Regions from separate parts of the Mus musculus genome. Here all the other regions are linked to region 1. Evidence: chromatin contacts called from public promoter capture Hi-C data. All regions are on one chromosome and are shown on one strand. Each heading gives the region's core, a stretch centred on a gene start, on an enhancer-like site or on the middle of the called end of the contact. The rest is flanking DNA. Distances are from core to core; before and after follow the strand shown.

The links. Promoter capture Hi-C pulls out the DNA fragments that hold promoters and counts their contacts.
Region 2: a contact with region 1 is called in a promoter capture Hi-C map of pre-B cells, with 3 times the contacts expected there. The contact joins the promoter of Pip5kl1 here to the promoter of Dolpp1 in region 1. A contact is called at or near these places in 2 of 39 promoter capture datasets (cranial neural crest and pre-B cells).
Region 3: a contact with region 1 is called in a promoter capture Hi-C map of cranial neural crest. The contact joins the promoter of Fam102a here to the promoter of Dolpp1 in region 1. A contact is called at or near these places in 2 of 39 promoter capture datasets (cranial neural crest and hippocampal neurons).

The regions. Positions count from the first base shown.
Region 1 is chr2:30,390,453-30,394,634 of GRCm38.p6, reverse strand. Dolpp1 (dolichyl pyrophosphate phosphatase 1) reads right to left here and starts at 2,381. Exons shown (of 8, transcript NM_020329.4): 1 at 2,123-2,381. The coding sequence starts at 2,198.
Region 2 is chr2:32,573,702-32,577,883 of GRCm38.p6, reverse strand. It overlaps Pip5kl1 (phosphatidylinositol-4-phosphate 5-kinase-like 1), which reads right to left and starts at 2,166. Exons shown (of 10, transcript NM_198191.3): 1 at 1,990-2,166; 2 at 1,033-1,233; 3 at 1-12. The coding sequence starts at 2,019. It also overlaps 9430097D07Rik.
Region 3 is chr2:32,532,882-32,537,063 of GRCm38.p6, reverse strand. Fam102a (family with sequence similarity 102, member A) reads right to left here and starts at 1,705. Exons shown (of 11, transcript NM_153560.4): 1 at 832-1,705. The coding sequence starts at 977.

The sequences.
Region 1 (4,182 bases), core at 1,132-3,631:
ACACACACACATCCTTCTAAGTAACTTTGCATGAGTGCCCTTCTCTGAATCCATGCCTTCCCATCCCTGAGATCCGGACTCTGTCACAGTTCAACTGATAACTGCTGGGCTATGGGAACAGGGAACAGCAGCTAGGGTCCCTAAACCTCTGACCAATTCCTCAGGTTGTCTTACAGCAGATAAGACCCTCAGGCTTTCCTGAGGCCAGGGCTTCTAACCACAGCTCTCTCTATGCCCCACACCTCCCCTGCCCTTGGGATATGCTTCCTTAGGCCTGCTTACTAGAGTCTGTGCAGACCTGGCCCACTTCCCTCCCACCCTCTGCTCCAGTTGCAGGGACATTACTGCAGCTCCCTGAACACACTGTGCTGTCCTACTTCTGGACCCATACATACACACGTGGCTTCCCCCACCTAGGATGCTGCCTAGGTGAACTCAAAAAACAAAAGCTAAGAGGCAGCACAGCCACAATCACAAGGGTGAGAGCCTGCTGAGATGTGTGACTGGGACATGGTGACCCACTGGCTAGTGTAAGTAGCTGTGTGGGGCCTCTCTTTGCCCTCTGTACTTTAGGGTAGTGACAAGGTCTCCATAACCTACTGTCTTGAGTGTAGCAATGTAGGACACGCCACAGGACTCAGGCATGAAGGAAGCATGTTCAGTGTAGTGAGCGACATCAAGTGCAGGGGTACCTTGCCAGATATCCTCGGGCTCAACCAGCCCCCACAGCACACACAGCCTTGTATGTGTTATGGTGTTCACAGCTGCAGGCTCTTCTCACCTGAAAGGCCATGAGCCCTCCAAGAAGCTACTCTGACGCCAAGGACGGAGAGTCGGGAAGCTGTGGAGACCCCAGTCAGGTCTCTCCCCTTCACCAGGCCTGTTTTCCCTCCTCAGGGGCAGAGACTTTCCATAGAACAAGAGTGCAGGGACTTCATCATTCCAAACCCCGAGCTGGCCCAGGGCCTTGCACCCGGGAGATGCTATGCTAAGGGAATGCAGAATGAATGGATGGATGGGTGGTTGGGTAATGAACAGGCACTTTGATAGGGCCCATCCCTGGACTGCCACACCTTAAGTATAACCCAGAACACCCAGAGGCAAAGTTCTCCTGGCCTGTGGCCCTGTGTTCTCAGCAGACCCAAGTTCTCAGGCCCTCTACCCAAGAGGACAGGCCCTTCCTGGACAACCAGAGGCCAGCAAGGGGGCCCCGGCTGCTCAGCAACAAACATTTATCCAGGGAGGGTGCTGGCAAGCTAGAGAGATAAACTACAGGTATTTACTGGGTGTCCACTGTGGGCCAGGCTCTGTGCCCAGCACCTCTTAGGCCTGTGGTCATTTGAGTCACACACCATTACAGAAAGGAGACACTGTACTTGGAGCCACTTAAGATGAAGTGACTGGAGGGGTGGTGCCTACCCTGGAGCCCGGAAACGTCTCACCCCAAGGCCTAAGCTCCGCTCCGCTCCACTCTATGGAGCCGAGCCGGAACTTCAGAACCATGGCTAATGGACCTTCCCACCAGAGAGGCGGGCACTCCCAGAGGCGTGTCAGATGGAAGCTCTTACAAGTCAGGCTCCCAGGGGCTGCATGCCCCCTTGGCGGCTGGCCTCTGCCGCGCTGCTCAGGGCGTGGCGCCGCAAATTCTCCCAAACCTGGCCTGGGTTTGCACACTCCCTGCAACTGGGAGCTTTCTCCAGTGAGCAGCCCGCAGCGTAGTGAAGGAAACTGTCACTCCCTGCACAGCCGAGCAGGAGTGCGGCCTCTCTGGCTCGGGGGAGGGCGGGGCACAAGGGACAAAGTCCAGGCCCAGATCCTCGCCCGCCCTATCCAGACCCTCCCCCGGCCCAGGACAGCCCACCAGCACCCCGGGACCCCGGAGAGCGACTCGGCCGCGCAGCCGCAGAGCACACGAGCGAGCCGCTCGCAATTTCTCCCTGCTCATCGCCGCCTCACTGCGCCTGCGCGGCGCGCGCGCCGGCCGAGCCCCTCCAAGGCTCGCTGTTTGACAGTTCCCACCGCGGTTCCAAGGCGCCCCGAAGGCGGTCCGCGCGGCCCGGAACGCCCGGGGCTGTGGCGGCAGCTCGAGGAGAACGTCCTCGGAGCCGGGGCAGGCTCTTACCTGCAGGGTATTCGACGTGGGTGAGGGTCACTGGCCGCCATGAAGCGGGGAGCGAGCACTGTCCGTCCGCTGCCATCTTACCCGGAGACCGGGCTTCGCAGAGCAGCCAATGGGGAGCAAGGGGGGCGGTGGTCCTGACCTATCACGCCGGGGAGACGCCACGCACCCAATCCGAGGCCGATTGCAGGTAGTGGCGCAGCCATTCAGTGTGCAGGTCGTGAGGCTGGCCCGTGCGGCGAATCAGAGAGCGGGGACTCGCGCAGCTTTGCCAGTGTCCAATCCCGTGCGAGTTCAGGTAGTTGACTAACCAATCAAGAGAATGGAGCACTCGCAGCGCAGGACAGAGCGCAGAACAGCCAATCAAAAGGTAAGCTTAGCTCGGCGTGTGGGAAGGGCGAGCCAATCAGGCGCTATCTCGGGGGGCGTGTTGTACTTTGGTGGGAGCTTTGGTTAGGCTGGCACCTGCGCCCAGAGTTAAAGCTCCTGAGAACCCAGAGCGCAGTGGAGGAGCAGCCTCAGCACCACCGGGTCTCAACCGACCCATTTGGAAAACAAAAATGTGTTCCTCACTATGAAGGCTAGGCTTGCCCCAGCATCATTCTGCCTCGTCCTCCAGGTTCTGGCTTCCTGTCCATAAATGTAAACTGAAGTCAAAGACCTAGTGCAGTTTTTTATTGCCCTTTACTGACAGACAAGAGGTGCAGTTCCGCAAAGGAACTTTTCTGTTAAAAAAAAATTATTGGTCCTCACTTCTGGGATGTAGCACATATTGTAGATATCTTAGATGGGATGCTATACGTTTCAATTACGCCGTAGCGTAGTGAGGCCACTTGGGACCATTTTCAGTATAATCCAGATGTTCCATCTACCCTTCTCTGTTTCCCCATTCTTGAAGAAACATTCTTGAAGAAACAGCCACACCTCCCACCCACGTCCCCTTTCTGAACCAACTCTCTCCAGACAGACCTACTTACTGTCTAGGCCAGATTCCAATTCCTCAAATTTCTCTGCAAGGAATGGGCACACACACTCCTGCCCCATTTGCCTGGCCCAGGCTGACTTGTCAGTTCATAGCTTCAGGTTCTGAAAATTAAGAGAAGGGCCTCCACAGAAGCAGGGGGATCTCTGTGAGTTGGAAGCCAGTCTGGGCTACCTCAGAAAGGGGGTGGGGGAGTTCCAGTGGTCTCCCACAATTGCACCTCCTTTGCCTACCTCATCTCTGGCTACACTTGACTGTAATTATTTCCTTGTCTGCCTCTGCCAGTATGCAACGGTTCTCTGACCTCTGACTAAGGCCCAGAGCATGTACAGTAAAAAAATAAAAATAAAAGCAGGTTCCGGGTCTGCCTTAGACCTGGGGGTACCCAGTAGGTCTAGGTTGGAGCCTTGGCCCTCCATATTCTATGTTCTGAGGTCACTAGCTACAGTGGCTTAGTCTGGCAGCCCGTGGAAGCCAGAATTGTAGGTTACTCTAAGTAGGCTGGGGACTCAGAATCCCCCAGTGGTGTTCAGCTTGTCTTCCGTCTCCCTACCCAGCCTGAACTTATCCAGCTGGGCCCACCTCCTAGTCACCTGCCCTTAGCTCTCTCTCTCAGGCAAAGTCATTATTAGCCTTTGAAAGAAAGAGGTGTGAGACGTGGTCATGAGCTTCCTAGAATAGTTCTCTGAGAGAGAGGGCACCCATGGAAGGTCAGGCTGCCTTGCCCTTCTTCAGAGTCCCAGAAACACAGAGAGAGCATCCCTAAGGAAGTGACAAGATGAAGAACTGAAAATGTGTGGGAGTTATTGGGGCGAGTCTCCAGCAGGAAGAAAAGCTGGACTTCTTGTGGGGGAGGTGGGTGGGGCTGAGCCACTGAGTCTCTGAGGGAATAGCTGGTGCTGAGGGTACAGAAAGCTCTGAGGGTAAGTAAATAATGAAGGAATCTTTTTCCCCCCGAGGCAGGGTCTCAGTGTGTAAACTTGACTGGCCTGGAACTCATTATGTAGATGTTGTGCAGATCTCAAACTCACTGAGATCCACCTGCCACTGCCTCCCAAGTGCTGAGACTAATGGTATGGTC
Region 2 (4,182 bases), core at 917-3,416, 2.2 Mb before region 1:
GGTAGTAGGTCCCTGCAGGGGTTGGTAATGGGTTTCAGAGAAAGTCTGGGTCTGCTATGGCCTACCTAGATTGTGTGTCCAGCACGGGGCCTTGCCCTTTCCTTTAGCAAACAGGGAACTGACAAGTCTTGTTAGCTTAAATTGGGCGCTTGAGATTCTGGTTCACCCAGGGCTGGAGGAAGGATGGGGATGACCTAAGGCAGGGCCCCATGGGCGTTATCACCCACATCTGGATCTTCAGGACCAGGCACCAAGTTCAAGCCTGGTGCATACTTTCAAATACTCATGCAGGCTGTGTACAGCCAGATTGCATCCTCCTGAAAGGGGCCAGTGATGCCAGGGGAAAGCCTCGGAGAGTCTGACTGGGGAAGGGTGCCCGGGGCAGGTGACCTCTGAGTGGAAATCTGAAGGTGTGTGGAGAGGAGAAACCCCATTCTGGAAGTGCCCTGGAGGCCAGAGGCAGGCTACAACAGCCAGCTCTGTAGGCAGCCATATCTCCAGGCTGTGTTCAGTCCCGAGGATACTTCCTGCAGGTGATGAGGGTCAGGCTATGTTCCAGAGAACCCCCTCCAGATCTTGTATTTCAACTGTGCATACGTGCACACACGCGGACAACATAAAGGCTCCCCAGGCGACTGGGCTGCTGAGTTAGCAGCTGGGTGATGCTTTCTGCTGAGCCAGCTTGGCCCCAGCCTGACAGGCTCCAGGGAGGATGGACTGGATTGGGCAGGGTGGGGGTGGGGGTCCCTTCTTAACCATTCAAGCTGGTAGGGCCCAGGGGCTTCACCCATTATACAGATAGGGGTACTTGAGGCCCAGAGAGACAGAGGCCATACATCCACCACTTTAAGCAGGGTGTCCCTCAGACCTCCTGGACTTCTCTTCCAGCTTTTCAACTCAGAATTTCTGCTTCCTGACACAAATCCCTGCCTTCCTCTTCTTGGTAGGCCTCTCTGATTACCAGTGTCAACCTTTTAGTGAGATAGACTGCCAGCTAGGTTTGAGGTGTCTGAGACAGGATGGGCCATTCACCGTGGGTGGGTTGTTCTTGGAGACCTGGGTGGCAGCCCACAGCCCTTCCTGCATCATTCGTGTCATTCTATGCAGCTCATGTCCTGGACCGACCTCAAACAGGCCAACTCTAGACTGCCTGGCTCGGAGGTGCCAAAGAAGGCCGCGGCGGCTCCCTGAGGAAATGGACTTGTTTCCAGCCTCCTGGGAGTGGGCCGGGATCTGATGGGAAGAGGCACAAGAAACAAAGAGCATGTGGCAGTATTTCAGAAGGGAAATGCATGGGTTCAAATCCTACTTCCACCGATTAGGGATCTTCTGCTTATCTTTCTCTGCTTCACCTTCCCTGACCATAAAATACAGGGCTAACACTATAGCTATAGTCCCAGTGTTTGAGGGGCCAAAACCACCTGCAAATGGTATGCAAATGGAGTGGGAACAGCCTTCTGCTGTCAATCCCAGGTGCATCTGATGACTCCCAGAGGCTGCATGACCTTAGGTCAGACCCAGCCTTATTATCTCCTCTGTTACATGTTAGCTGCTACTGTTGCGTCTGAGCTGCCTTCACAAGAAGCCTTGCTAGCAGGCGCTGGGATGCTGGGAGATTCAGTCTTCCCTGTTTCCTCTTCTATGCTGTGCTTCTCTGTGCTAGCAAGAAGGACCAGGTCAAATGGAAGCTGAAGTCATACCAGCTCACCCATTCCTACTGGAGACCCATCCTGTGTACAAAGCTGAGCGCTTGAGGTCCTTATGGAGCCTTACGGAATTTATCTCATCATCCAAATTTTCCTGATGAGGAAACTGAGGAAGACCTCCGGGGGACACCCACCAGATCGCTACCCCCTTTCATACCTCCGTGGGGCGTGTCTTGATCTTCCCAGAGCAGAGACGGGGCGGGGGGGTGTTCAAGCCTCTGGCCAAGGTAATGGCCAGACTTTCACCCTTCCCTTTCTTGTCCCCTCTCTGGTCCGCACCTACCTCGTGGGACCTAAGGCTTGGTGTGGCCATCGCCCCCAGGTGCCGCTTCTCTGGCTTTGGCGGTGTCTCGGAGGCCCAGATGCAGGAATCAGGCCCCGCCTCTGCATGGCGAACGACCAATCGCGACGCTCTTGTTACCACTGTGCCCAATCTTCGAAAGGGGCGCTTGCCTTTGCCTGCCGGTTCCACCTCCACGGATGCAGCATACTCAGAACTCTGATCCTGGCCCTTCAGAGCTGCCTGGCTGAGGTGTTGGTGGAAAGGCCTTGTCACGGTTGCACGAGGGGGACGATGACCTTGGCCTGCGGGTCCCCCCTCCGAGGATGTAGGATCCTCTGCATCCTGATCGTGGTCGGACCGAGCCTCCTGGCGATGGCTGAGGTGCCTGAGAAAATGCCTTCTTGTTGCGGTTGCACGCTTTGCACGGAATCTGCGAGGGGGGCGCTGGCCTTTGCCCTTGGGTCCCCCCTCCGAGGACGCAGCATCCTCTGAATCCCGGTTCTGGCTGGGCGAGGTCGCCGGGTTTTGGTGGAGGTGCCGGAGAAATGATTCTCCTCTCAATTTCCTCCCGAACTGTGGACGTACGTCTCTAGGACTGGCTGTGGAGTCAGGTAGCTTAAATCGTGTTTCTTGGGTCTTTTTAGGCATGAAATTCCCATTGGCTGTCTCTCAGGTAAAGAAGCTAAAAGCAGAGAAAGAAGTGACCATCTCCAGGTGGTACAGAAGTCAGAGCATCCTTCCGTGTGATTGAAGCGCCCACTGGAGGCCACAGCGGGAACAGACACCAGAAATTTTTTGGTGAGCTAGCTAGAGGGACACAACATAATCTTTTAAAAGCATAGATGGGATGATGTCACCCTTATACTTTAAGTATTCAGTGACGTCTCTTGGCGGTGGAACAGAATTCAAACTCCTCACCATGGCATGAGTCACCACTCTCTTGACTCACTCCAAACACCCTCCTTGCCCTCAACCCAAGCTGCAAACTTCCACCCCCAGGGTTTCCCGTTCCTGGGCTCCCAAGTATCAGTCCTGTCTGGACTTTTTACTTGCCTTGATCCTTCGGACCACCTTTCAGGACTCTATGCACTTCTTCCATACACTGGATCATGGCCTTTATTCCCATCACCCTTGGCATGAGCAGAGATTGTCTTGCTCATGGATTGGTTTATTACATCAAACCTCCTGAATTGGGAGTGCCACCAGAGTGGGGACTACATGGACCTCACATGCCCAGTGCCCAGCACAAACTTGGGAACTGTGTGGATTGGAATGATGTAGGGGGTGGGAGCGCGGAGCCCCAAGAGACCACAGTGGCTGTAGTAATGATAGTCCCTAGCACGCAGAGCCTTGGGACAGTGGGAGGAATAACCCAGAGAACTAGAAACGAGCAGAAGATGCTTAGATATGCTGGCTTAAGAAGGTCTATTCATCTTTACAATTATACATATACACGTCTGGGCACATATGTGTGTGGATGCCAGTGGCACCCAGAAGTGTCCTCTGGTGCCAGAGTTGTGGGTGGTGGTCACTTAATTCGACCTCTGACTGAACTCTGGCCCTCTGAAATAGCTGCTGAGACATCTCTCCAGGTCCATATGTCTTTTTTCTTCATGTTTGTGTTCCTCTGTGTAGATCAGGCTGACCTTGAGCTCACAGAAATCCCCCTGCCTCCAAATCCTGAATGCCGGGATTAAAGGGATCCATTACCACAGCCAGCCTGATATGTATTTTTGGGAAGCCATCAGGATGAAGGAACCCAGAGTGGAAGGGAAAGGTCAGCGGGGAGGAAAAGAGAAGGTGGGTGGTTTTGTATCTGAGAAGGGGCTGGAGAGGGCCTGAGAAGTGATACACTTTCAGGCTGTGTGGATGCCAGATAGGGGTAGATATCCAGGGTAAGGGACACAAGCTTAAGCTTCTAGAGAGGCATCCCAGGGGCCTCTTAAATATGAATCGAGGGGCTGGAGCTGGAGATATCTTAGGAAGAGTGCTTGCCTAGCAGGCATAAAGCCCTCATGACATGTGGTATCTTAACCTTGGGGATATAGAGTCAAAAAGATCAGAAGTTCAAGGCCACCCTCAGCTATGTAGTTTAATGTCAGACTGGGCTACACTAGGCCTTAGCAGATGCGCCAGGCTTCTGATTCTCCGCTGTGACATTTCCCGAGTAAGAATCATATCTATCCCAGTTCC
Region 3 (4,182 bases), core at 456-2,955, 2.1 Mb before region 1:
CAGGGGCCTATCTACTGCAACTTCCCTTTACAAAGCTGATGGAGAAACCTGTATTAGGTCCAGTGTGCCGAAGAGGGAACAGGAACCCAGAAAGAGCCTGAACTTGACTTCCTTTCCCCATTAGCTGGACTCTACGGACCTCTGCAGGCAGGTCAGGACTGTGTGACCGCCATGAGCTCAACCTGCAAAAGGTGGACTGGGACCTCATTCAGCAATAAACTGGGAAGCTGGACCTACTAGGACGATGACGGACACAAAATCAAACCCGATGGCTTTTTTCACAGGGGAAGGCAGTCTCCTGGCAAGGACATTTGCATTGCAAAGCAGTCCAGCTTTAGCCAGTGGAGGGCAGTCACTCAAGAGGGGGCTGGGCAACCCAAAATCCAGCCACCTCCCGCAATCAAATCCAGGGAGTGCCTGGAACTGGGCTTTCCCAGCCAAGGGGAGAGAGCCAGAGAGCCCTGGCTGGCCCAATCTCTCAATCGTATGACAGCCACAGGAGCCAGCTTGGTGGCAAGGTGGCCTGAGACACCCTTACTTAATCCCTTAAAGTGAAAATCTCAGTCAGCTCTCTCCATACAAATCTGTAAAACGGGTGACTTGAAGAGTGCACGCAGGGCCCTAAAAGGTTTCTGGCTGGTCACCTGCAGACAAATGCCAGGCGCTCTGCCAGCTCACTCAGACCTAAGTCCTGCTTAGAGCAAATCTTTCCCCAGGCGGGCCCCTTGCCCATCCGTCCCTAGCTGAGTCTTCCACATTTGCCAAGTGGCTAGATCTCACTCATCAGCACTCCCCACCCTCCCCTGCAAACGCGAAAACCTCAATGCCTACCTGGACGACAAGCTGACAAAATCCCCGCCATCCAGCAGCCGGACCTTGCAAAAGAGGACCCCGTTCACGAAGGGGACCGCAGTCAGCTCCTCCAAGGTGAAAGTGGTTTGAAATTTAAATTTCTTCTTCTTCATCAAAAAAGCCATGAGCAAGTTCCCTGAGTCTGAAGCCCGCAGGGCCAAAAAGAAAAAGAAAAGAAAAAAGAAAAAAAGAAGGGGATACTAGAAAACCCCAGGATTCCTTTCCCGACACCACACCCCCCTCCTCAAAAACACCAGAGCTGGATCCAGTCCAGATGGCGGCGGAGGCTGCGGGCAGGAGAGGATCTGAGTTCGGAGCCCCAGGTCCAGTGAGCCGGCTGCTCTCACCCTCGGGGAACCCGGGCTCCACTGACATGTAAACAGCGAGGTGCGGCCCCGGCAGCGGGGGCTGGCGTGGAGGGCGGCTCGCAAGCGAGCAGCAGCATCCCGATCCGCGGGGCCCGGCGGACCGGTGAGACTGACGGAGACGGCCGGGCGAACCGCTGGAGACCCGGGCGGCGGCCCCGCCTCCGCCCCGCTGGCTGCCGTGGGAGGTGCCCAGGCGACGCACACGCCTCCGCACCTGGCGCACCGCGGCCTGCGCAGGTGAGGCCCCGGGAAGCGGAAGCCACCTCGGCGACCGACCCGGCTCTGCAGGGACCGCTTCGGGAGGCTCTGCCGGGCCGGGAACGTGTGCCGGTCCGCCTCCCGCTCAGTCCTGGGACCTACGCCGCTCCTGCCCTGCCCGAGTCTCAGGCGCCTTCCGACCCGGCCGGATGGCTTCTGCCTCGGTTAGCACCGCTGGAGCACAGCGGCGCCGTCGCCCGCACCTCCGGACGCAGCCGGCTGAGCCCGACGCAGCTCGGCGCTGCTCGGAGAATGCCGAAGCCCCGGCGCGACCGCCCGCGGAGCCGCGGCCGAGAGCAGCAGGGGCGGGGCGCGCGAGGCTCACAGCCAACCTGCGATTGGACAGGCCGACTGTACGAACACGAATTTCTATTGGCTGGCGGTGGCGTGGGGCGGGGCTCGCGGAGGCAGGGCCAGTTGAGGGCGCTCGGATTGGAGCGCTCGCGGGGCTGGACCCGCCTCCTTGAGAAGCGCGGTGGGGGGGGGTGCGGAGAGGCGGTGGGAGGTCGCGGGGTGTGGGGGCCGGCACTGGAAAGAACGGGAGGAGAGCGCGAGCCCAAGAAAAGGAGAAACAATGACTAGGGGAAACAATCTGGAAACTAGGGCTAGAACGGCCTGCCCGGATCCCGCCAAGACCTGAGCTCAGTGAGCAATGAAGCAGGCTGAGGAGGTAGCACCCCTGTTCTCAGGAAAACAATCGCAGAGGTGTCTCAAGACCTATGCAGGTCTTGCTCGCCTCTAAAAATGACAAGCATCTGTCCTGGCTTTGCCGCTCTTGAAGATCCATTGGAGCCCGGCAACCTTGTGACTCGGCCTGCCTGGTTCCAGGCTGTTATCTAAGGCTTTTGTTTAAAGTTTCCCGATAGTTATGGCAAAGGACACCTTGGGGACCTCGTACTCTCCAAACTATCGGCATTTTATGATTCTTTTTATCCAGGCCGCCAGTGTTTAGGAACTCTGTCCTGAGTCAGGCAGGCACCCAGTGGAAAGACTGGATCTGAGAGTCTGCTGAAGAACTCAAGTAGGGAGGTCAGAGGAGGCGTGTGCTTTCGGATTGGAACGGAAGTTCAAAGGATTCTGACACAAAGCCGGCCAAGCATCGGGGTACAGGCAGTGGCAGTCACTAGAGGCCTGCTGGCCCGGCAGCATGGTACTCAAAAAGTTTGTGGAGTATCCCTGGATGAATTCTAATTTGAGAGAACAGCAGATCAGGCTAGAATCTGGCCCAGTCTTGTAGACCAGAGCAAAGAAGGAGGCATCTCCTGGTTTTTTGAGCTAGATAGTGACTTGATTGTTCTGGCATCAGATAACTTGGAGGAAAGAAAATGGGGAAATGGGTGAGTGAAAGGCCGTTTTTGATCCGGGCAGGAGATAAGTTAAGGTCTGCTGGACTTCCCTGTGGAAAATTAAAGAGAGTTGGGCTGATTGGCATTTGAGATGTAAATTCTCTGCCGGACATCATGTTTGATACCATGCATGATATCATGTTTGGACATGTGCATGAAGACTTCCTGAGCTTACATTTCAGAAGCATGGGTGGCAATCTCTGCTCCTCATAATTGTCCCATAATGTGGAAAACGCAGTCAGATTGGAGATGAAACGAACCAATCCATCCAGACCTCCCTGATGTAGCTAGGCATCTCCTTTTGAAGGTGAGGAAGTAGAGGCCTGAAGGCTTTGTCTTTTAAAAAATAAATTACGTTTGTTGATATGATTGGGCACATGGCACACAGTGCAGTGAAGGGCAGAGAATAACTTAAGTTCTTCCCTTCTACCACGTGGGTCCTAGGGATTAAATTCAGGTCATCTGACTTGGCAGCAAGCATTTTTACCTACTGAGTCTTCTTGCCAGCTCCGACTGTGTTTAGTTTTTGTCTTTAGCCCAGGCTGGCCTCAAACTGCGTGTGGCTGGGGATGGTCCTTCTGCCTTTACTAAACCTTAGGATTACGGCTTAGGCTTCCACACCAGGCTTGGCCTGAAGGGTTTAAATTCTTTGGCTGGACTCTCAACCTTTCCCCTTAAGGCCTGTTCCCTAAGGGAAGAGCCTGTGGCCCCTGATGAGATATCTAAGAAGTCAGCCAAGAGTGTCTGGAGGCCTAACTGGATCCTCAGTTTCAACTGTGTAACCTCAGGCCTCTCCAACAATTTGCCGCCAGGCCTGGTTCCATTTGGTTCTGTGTAGCCTAAAGGCTAGGAACACCCTGCCACCCCCGGAAGTGTCCCTTCTCACTTCCCAGGCAGTGCAAAAAGCATGTTAACAGGACAGGAAGCAAGAGACAGTTTGGTGTGAGACCAGAATACTGGCTGTTCTGAGGCCAGCCTGGTCTACAGAGTGAGTTCCTGGACAGGCAGGGCTACACAGAGAAACCCTGTCCCAAAGAACCAACATGGGGCCTCAGTTTGTAACCCTGAGGTGCAGGATCTACGGATGGCAGGTATTACGTATAGTATAGTATAGTATAGTATAGTATAGCATAGTGAGGACTAGTGCTTTGGGGTCGACAGTACTATGCTCAAAAGCTAGCCAATATGCTATTGGCTGTTTGTGGCAAACAAGCTTGGGTGCAAGCTTTGCTTGCACGGGAAAGAATGTTGGAAAGCTTATTCCAAGAGAAGATAGCGTTGACTGCCCCTCCTCAATATTCCAGTAAAAGAGACAAGAGTGAAAGGAGGTTTATTCGATGTGGTCATACTGGGGAAAG